2 separate regions of the Triticum aestivum genome follow, and region 2 is linked to region 1. The links are chromatin contacts, called in public Hi-C maps. All regions are on one chromosome and are shown on one strand. Each heading gives the region's core, a stretch centred on a gene start, on an enhancer-like site or on the middle of the called end of the contact. The rest is flanking DNA. Distances are from core to core; before and after follow the strand shown.

Region 1 (4,042 bases), core at 839-3,338:
CGAGGATGGTAGATGCTTAAGGTTGGTTTCAATTGATTTTAGTAGTACACTGCTGTTTCATAGATATGGTTTCTTGTTTCTGATTTAACTGTCTCTTGTATGATATATTGTAGACCTTTTGGTCGACTATGGTGGGATGAGGTAGTCGGAACTGTGCTGACGTGTCCAAATATTTGTATGCAGGTTACCTATGATTCCATCTTCTTTATTCACTTGGCTCATAACTTTAAAATATCTCATAAGAAACTAAGAGAATATGTTTCAGGCCTTGATACATCCTGCGCAGGACAGACTGCTCACTGTTCGTGAAAGTGCTCGATTGCAAGGTTTTCCTGATAGCTACAGGTTTCGTGGAACAGTCAAAGACAGGTACTTGTTTACATTGTTTCTGTAAGTTGTCACGTCAGGGTTGAGCGCTTCAATTTCTTGTAATACTCTATTCTGAGATAGTTGGAACCCATTACTTTTTTTCCCATCCATGCAGCCTTGCAACATCAGCAAGTCATGCATCCCCACTAAACTTATTTTCCTTCCATCTTCTTAAGCCACGTCATCAGGTCCACTAATTGCAATTGGCTTGCCAATCTTTAGGCAAGCCAAAAAATTGGCTACCAATTGGTTGGTCACCAACGTACTTAGCCAACCAAACTTACCAAAAATTGGCAAGATTTGAAATTGCCAAATGTATGACAAAATTTGACTCATATGCTTAATGCAGGGTCTTTTCCCCTTCCCTTTGCTGCATGCCTTATCTTCTCCCTCCCCATTGGTTGCACATATACCGCCCTCATCCTCGGCCTCGCTGCCCATAATCTCCTTGCCTCTGCGCAACGACACCGCCACCACTCTTTTCATATAGGTCATTTGTTGAGGTCGTCATATAGAATTCTCAGCATAGTCCATACGCCATACTCAATATGAATTCTAACTGTTTCTAATGATTTCCTGCAGCAACGTGTGGGGTATCTTTTAGTGTACATAAGATTATATGATATTTAGATAGTGGCCTGTAGCATAATGTTAACATGTGATGAGCCTGGCTGCAGGTATCGCCAGATTGGAAATGCTGTGGCCGTACCCGTTGGCCGTGCACTTGGGTATGCCTTGGCCATGGCCAACCTGAACAAGACTGGAAATGATCCCCTCATGGAGCTACCACCCAAGTTTGCATTCTCTCATATAGAAGGCACTCCTTAGTCAGACTGGCAAAACCTAACGGTTGACTTTTCCACCTGGGTTTAAGTCTCGTCATCTCCGTTCATTCTCCGCTAGAAAAGCTGGGTACCTCATGGTCGTGAATATCATTAGGACTCGTGAATATCGTTAGGGCATGCGCATTTTAACATAAGTCTTGATTCATTTTATTGCCATGTTGTACCTTGTAACATCTTAGTTTCTTAGAAGTTCCTGTAGGCAGGTGTAAGTTGCTCAGTATGGTTTGTCCTGAGAGAACCTTGTGTTGTACTGTAAAAGAATGTAGGTATCATAACTTTGTCACATACATTTGTTAGAAGCTCACATGGGCAGGTGTAGGTGGCTGCAGTGGATCTCCTCTGCCTTTGTTGTACTATAAAGACTATGTATGTATGTATGTATGTATAGACAAGCTGAGTGGTCAGGGGAATAAAATGTACACCTTCTGACGTGTTGGTGGTGTTCTATATATACTTGTATGTATTTTCCTGTGAGTGAATGTAAGAAACGCCTAAGAGCATCTTCAACAAGTGATGTAAAACTGGTTTCCTGGATTTTTTGCCTTTCTCTTTTACGTCTCAATTGCATACGCATTAAAACAGAACTTGATACGATAATTAAAACTCATGTCAAGAATCGAGATCTTTTGTTCTTTCTTCCTTTTTGGGTGCGATCTGATCAAGCCAATGGAAATACTCCAGGAACGAGAACCGATCGGTATGCCAACTAATCAGCCTCCAATAATTATCATGTTACCCGGATGGCCGGATGATACGATCCGATCCCGTGCATTGGGTCTTTGGGCATCGTCAGCACAGCAGCCGGGCTATAAGGATTCTAGTTTCGTTATAACCTGAGTTGATATCCCGCCCAAGCACGCCGCGTGCAGTTGACTCGCGCCTCCGCTGATCCGCTCCGCATCAAGAACCCAAGATCCAAGCTAGGCCACTGCGGAAGCCATGGATGATCCGCAGCAAGCAGAAATGGCTCCGCCGGAAGACGCGCCGGCCGGCGTCCCCGCGCATCCCCTGCCACACTCGGTGCGCGGCGTCTTCCTCAACTACATCGGTTACTGGCGGCCACGGTTCTTCGCCCGTCCCTCGGCGCGCCGCCCGGCGGTCGACTACGGTGACCTCGACTTCCTCCCCGACTATATAGCCGGGGGTACAACTCCATCCTGGACCACTGCAACGGGCTCTTGCTCTACGGCAACGCCTGGCTGTACTGCGTGGCCAACCCCGCCACGAGGCGGTGGGAGCGTCTCCCGCGCATGGACGCCAACGACTACGTCCCGTATCTCGTCTTCGACCCCGCCCTATCGCGTGGCTACGAGGTGTTGCTGTTCCGCCGCGAGCCCGAGAAGCCCAAGAAGTTCGACCTCATTGAGTTTCTGTCTTTGCTGGATGACATGTCGGTCGGCGAGGAGGACGTAGAGAATGAGGGCCAAGATGAACCGGCTGGAGAACCTTCCATGGATGACTTGCATCGTTTGACGGAATGGCCACAGTCACAATGGACGCTGCCTGTGTTCTCATCGGCCACTGGAGAGTGGCAGGAGAGGTCATTTGTCCGGGAAGGAGAGGCTGTCAAGACGATGGCCAGTATGCAACTGGATGCGGTACAACCCATGGAATGGGGCCCAAGATGGCGCTACAGTGTGTATTGGCGAGGCGCGCTTTACGTCCATTGCCGTGGTGCATTTGTTGCAAGGTATGCATTCTAGATCGAAGTGCATAACTACAAAACTCCTTCAATTATAGTGTTGATATGTTTTTTTTTACTAATTTATATAATCTTTTTTACTTTCTATTCATGGATTTTTTTATATCATCTATACTCCATCCATTCCATAATGTAGTGCTTCCTCTATCCCCGTGCTTCAACTTTGACCGTAAATTTAACTATCAAGATCGATTGCGGCGGGAGCAAAAGTTATATCAGTGAATTCGTATTCGAAAGAAATTTTTAATTATATAACTTTTTCTCCCGCCGCAGTCGGTCTCGTTCGTTAAATTTATGGTCAAAATTCGACCTCGGGAAGCACGGGCGCACTATATTTTGAAATGGAGGGAGTAATATTTTAGACTATTAACATATTTTAGCGAATAAACTTGTGTTTTGTAGGATATCTTTATCAGATGGTAAATACCGGGTATTTAATACACCAATAGATTTTGAGGAAAGCAAACATGCATGTCCTTATCTTGGGAAGTCGGAAAAAGGGGTGTACTTTGTGACAATTCACAAGTACAATAACCTTCTTCGTGTTTGGAACCTCAGTGAATCAAGCGGTCCAATAGATTGGGTACTAAAGCATACTATCGAGCTTGATGAATCTACTTTGTGGGCCGCAACGCGTTTCTACCAACACGAGATTAATGGACCTTGGATCTTAGAGGACAATAACAACGATGATGTGGAAAACAAGATGGTGCCGCTAAAAGAAGATATTGAATGGAACTCCGATGAGATAATGTAATGAGTAACCAAGGCGGTTGTGAAGAACCATACGGTCACATTTATTTCTTGGGTTTTCACCCGTACAAAGAGGTAATTTTCTTAGGGTTGTCATTTATAGGAGTGGCTTATCATTTGAATAGCTCGAAAGTCCAATACCTCGGAAAACTACGCCCAAAAGATTACTGCACAGCGTATTCAAATGGCATATATGAATCATTTATGTACACTCCATGCATGGTTGAGGAGCTTTCAAAGACTCCTCCATAATATGTACGCAAAGGTTACCATATGTGAACTGCAAATGGTTCAACAGTGCAAGAAAAAGTGTATCATAAAGTTCGAGTCTTATTTTCAGCCATGAATACCATATTATTTTATACATTCGCAA
Region 2 (4,042 bases), core at 557-3,056, 210 kb after region 1:
GAAACTTAATTTGAAATGTATGTTGAATTCATGTCCGTAGACTGGTCCCTGCCCGCAGATGGATACGAGAGCAAATTTACAAGTGAGCGTTGGAGCTGCCGCTCTCCCCAAACAAGAATTCCAATTTCGAAAAGCTTGAAGAAAAAAATGTGCCACTTGTCCCATGGTCATCCGACCTGAGAGTATTATACTCCTTCCTAGTAACCACGTTCCTACACGCATCCCCGATGTAACAGCTCACTTGATCAACTCTTTTTGTTTTTTCCATTTCTGCGGGTCACCAACTCTGTTTTGTGTTGGTTGTTAGAGAGACGGCGACATGGCGTCCCACAACGTGGAGCCGTGCACTCCGGAAAGACCAAGCCAACATTCATCAACTCGATCACCAACGCAAGCAATCGAACACGAACTCATTATTAGGCGACCACATCTCCAAAGAAAACAGGAGCGCGCACGTACGCGATCCAGTACCTAATATTCAAGTACGCCGTGGAGGGACCGGGTCAAGGGAAACGGGCTGGACCGGCACCGCGTAACCCGTCCCTCTCCGCCACGCTCATCCCCACCTCCACCTCCAGCCGTTGGTTCGCTCCTTCCCTCCCCAAAGCGATCGGGTCAACCCGGGGGCGCTGCATGCAGCTGTAGCACACAGCTGGCCCTCGAATGCGATGCATGCTTCCGTCGCCGCGCCGACGCGTACCGTATCGACGGCGACGGCGATGCCAATCATGCCTCTACTTGCAACATTATCCTGCCGTGTGGTAGATGGATGCCCACCCCGTGCATCCCCCTTTCTGTCTCCTACGTACACGAACACGATGACAGCGTCCCTACACCTGCGTGTACAGGAGTACAGGAACATACCATCTTGATCGCCTTGATGATGATCTTCTAATCCGCAGTGACGCCGCCATCGTACGAGATCAAGTTGTTCACACTGTACTAGTGTCTCACACTTGCGCTGGAGTATACGTTTTCCCTTGCAAAGTCCAGAGATGAGACTGAATGTTGGCCATCTCAGCAGGAGTGCTGTCCAGTAAGCGCCCGAGACGCGTACATACACCACCGGCCGGGAAAAGAAAAGGAATGTACGAATTGCGCCCGGTCGTGGTGGCGCGCACGACGGTGGTACGAAAACGACGGCTGCTCCGGTCGCGTGCGGTGGTCGACGGAGGTGGTTGGAGACTTCCTCGGCCCTTTCCTTCCCACCGAGCCGAGCCACAGCACAATGGTCGAGGGAACAAATCGTTCCCCTTTACGTTCCTAAACAAAGGGCCACACGATTCACACGACAAAATGCGTGGATTTTCCTCGCAGTCGTTTTCATCTGCGAGTGTGTCACCGTGGGATTTGACATGTCCCGGGAGGCCACAACAGAAAAGGTGCCTGCTGCTCTCGTCGAACCTTTTCTCTGGCCTCAGTGTTGGTACTACAGTACAGTAATTCCTAGTGCCACGGAACATGACAATAAGAACCCAGTTGTTGACACTTGACAGTAAAAGAGCCTAGGAGGCACCCGGTCCGTTCATCACACGTCGCAAAAAACTTTCGCCTTGTCTTTGTTTAACAATATACATGTTGACGTTTCTTCAGAGAGGATCACACGAGAAATTTACCGAATCGAATATATGCCAGACAATCTGTAAACCAAGAAAATGACGGCATTAGAAAGCTCCTGAATTCCCCCGCAAACAAGGAAAAAGCTCCCGATAATATATGAAATTCAAGCCTATCTCTCCACCTGAGATGAGATCCTGAGAAAATGACACCGCAATACGCAGTGCTCCCCAGCTAATCAAATACCCCCACCACATCCAAGAGCTCGTCAAAACCAAGCATCGATTCACTGTCCTTCCTGTGGGTATTAGCAGCAGTCGCTAACTCCCTCTGCTCATCTCGTTTCAAGCAACAAGTGTCAACTCTCAACACCACCTCTACAAAAGCAATCGTGCACTCTGGTGATGCTCTCTGGTTTGTGCCGCCATCCCTGTCGATGAAGACCTCCGTGGCCTCCTTCTAGTGCCCCGTGCCGATCGCCGATGCTTTGGCCGGAATTCTTGCACCATGCCGCCGGTTCCTGACATGCTCGTGCGGCTCCTCGTCGCGTCCGTGCTGCTCGGCGCAGCCAGTGGCGCGTTTACCCCCGCGGACACCTACCTCGTCCTCTGCGGCACGTCGGCGAGCGCCACCGTTGCCGCGGGACGGACGTTCGTCGGGGACGCCCGTCTGCCCGCCAAGTCGCTGGCCGCGCCGCAGAGCGTCGAGGCCAACACGTCGCTGACCGCGGTCGTCCCGTCCGGCGAGTCGCAGCTTTACCGGTCCGCGCGCGTCTTCACCGCGCCGGCTTCCTACACGTTCGCCGTCAAGCAGCCCGGCCGGCACTTCGTGCGCCTCCACTTCTTCCCCTTCCCGTACCGGTCCTACGACATGGCCGCGGACGCCGCGTTCAACGTGTCCGTGCAGGGCGCGGTGCTCGTCAACGGGTACGCGCCCAAGAACGGCACGGCGGAGCTCAGGGAGTTCTCGCTGAACGTCACCGGTGCCACGCTGGTGATCGCCTTCGCGCCGACGGGGAAGCTCGCGTTCGTGAACGCCATCGAGGTCGTGTCGGTCCCCGACGAGCTCATCGCCGACACGGCCAGGATGGTGGGCGGGGCCGTCCAGTACACCGGGCTGTCGACGCAGGCGCTGGAGACGATCCACCGGATCAACATGGGCGTCCCCAAGATCACGCCCGGCAACGACACGCTGGGGAGGACGTGGCTGCCGGACCAGAGCTTCCAGCTCAACACCAACCTAGCGCAGCATAAAGACGCCAAGCCCTTGACGATCAAATACGACGAGAAGTCGGCGCTCTCCTCCGCGTACACGGCGCCGGCGGAGGTCTACGCGACGGCGACGAGGCTGAGCACGGCGGGCGAGACCAGCACCATCAACGTGCAGTTCAACATCAGCTGGAGGTTCGACGCCCCGGCCGGGTCGGATTACCTGCTCCGGTTCCACTGGTGCGACATCGTCAGCAAGGCGGCCATGGGAATGGCCTTCAACGTCTACGTCGGCGGGTCGGTGGTGCTCGAAAACTACGAGATTTCGCGTGACACGTTCAACCGGCTGTCCATACCGGTGTACAAGGACTTCCTCCTGGGCGCCAAGGACGCCAAGGGCGCCATCACCGTGAGCATCGGGTCGTCGACCGAGGACAACGCGTTGCCCGACGGCTTCCTCAACGGCCTCGAGATCATGAGGGTAGTCGGGAGCGCCGGCGCCGGCGCTCCCGCCGCGTCCGCGCGCAGTTCAAAGGTCAAAATCGGGATCATCGCCGGCTCGGCCGTCTGCGGGGCCACGCTGGTGATGGTGCTCGGGTTCATCGCCTTCAGGACGCTGCGCGGGAGGGAGCCGGAGAAGAAGCAGCCGTCCGACACCTGGTCGCCCTTCTCGGCGAGCGCGCTGGGCTCTCGCTCGCGCTCCCGGAGCTTCTCCAAGAGCAACGGGAACACCGTCCTGCTCGGGCAGAACGGCGCCGGCGCCGGGTACAGGATCCCGTTCGCGGCGCTCCAGGAGGCGACCGACGGGTTCGACGAGGCGATGGTCATCGGCGAGGGCGGGTTCGGGAAGGTGTACAAGGGCACGATGCGCGACGAGACGCTGGTGGCCGTGAAGCGCGGCAACCGGCGGACGCAGCAGGGGCTGCACGAGTTCCACACGGAGATCGAGATGCTGTCCCGGCTGCGCCACCGCCACCTGGTCTCGCTCATCGGCTACTGCGACGAGCGCGGGGAGATGATCCTGGTGTACGAGTACATGGCCATGGGCACGCTGCGGAGCCACCTGTACGGCGCCGGCCTCCCGCCGCTGTCGTGGGAGCAGAGGCTCGAGGCCTGCATCGGCGCCGCGCGGGGGCTGCACTACCTCCACACCGGCTCCGCCAAGGCGATCATCCACCGGGACGTCAAGTCGGCCAACATCCTCCTGGACGAGAGCTTCATGGCCAAGGTGGCCGACTTCGGGCTGTCCAAGAACGGGCCGGAGCTGGACAAGACGC

Evidence for each region. Hi-C and Micro-C count contacts between places; a contact is called where the count stands out from the background.
Region 2: a Hi-C map of leaf shows a contact between it and region 1, with 5 times the contacts expected there. The contact joins the promoter of LOC123085498 here to the promoter of LOC123081846 in region 1. A contact is called at or near these places in 3 of 5 Hi-C or Micro-C datasets (all in leaf).

The regions. Positions count from the first base shown.
Region 1 is chr4A:115,495,571-115,499,612 of IWGSC CS RefSeq v2.1, forward strand. LOC123081846 reads left to right here and starts at 2,089. Exons shown (of 2, transcript XM_044504360.1): 1 at 2,089-2,904; 2 at 3,319-3,911. The coding sequence starts at 2,465. The coding sequence ends at 3,673. It overlaps LOC123085496 (DNA (cytosine-5)-methyltransferase CMT2), which reads left to right. Exons shown (of 21, transcript XR_006439788.1): 18 at 1-21; 19 at 114-175; 20 at 266-369; 21 at 1,047-1,643.
Region 2 is chr4A:115,708,253-115,712,294 of IWGSC CS RefSeq v2.1, forward strand. LOC123085498 (receptor-like protein kinase HERK 1) reads left to right here and starts at 1,807. Exons shown (of 1, transcript XM_044507140.1): 1 at 1,807-4,042. The coding sequence starts at 2,065.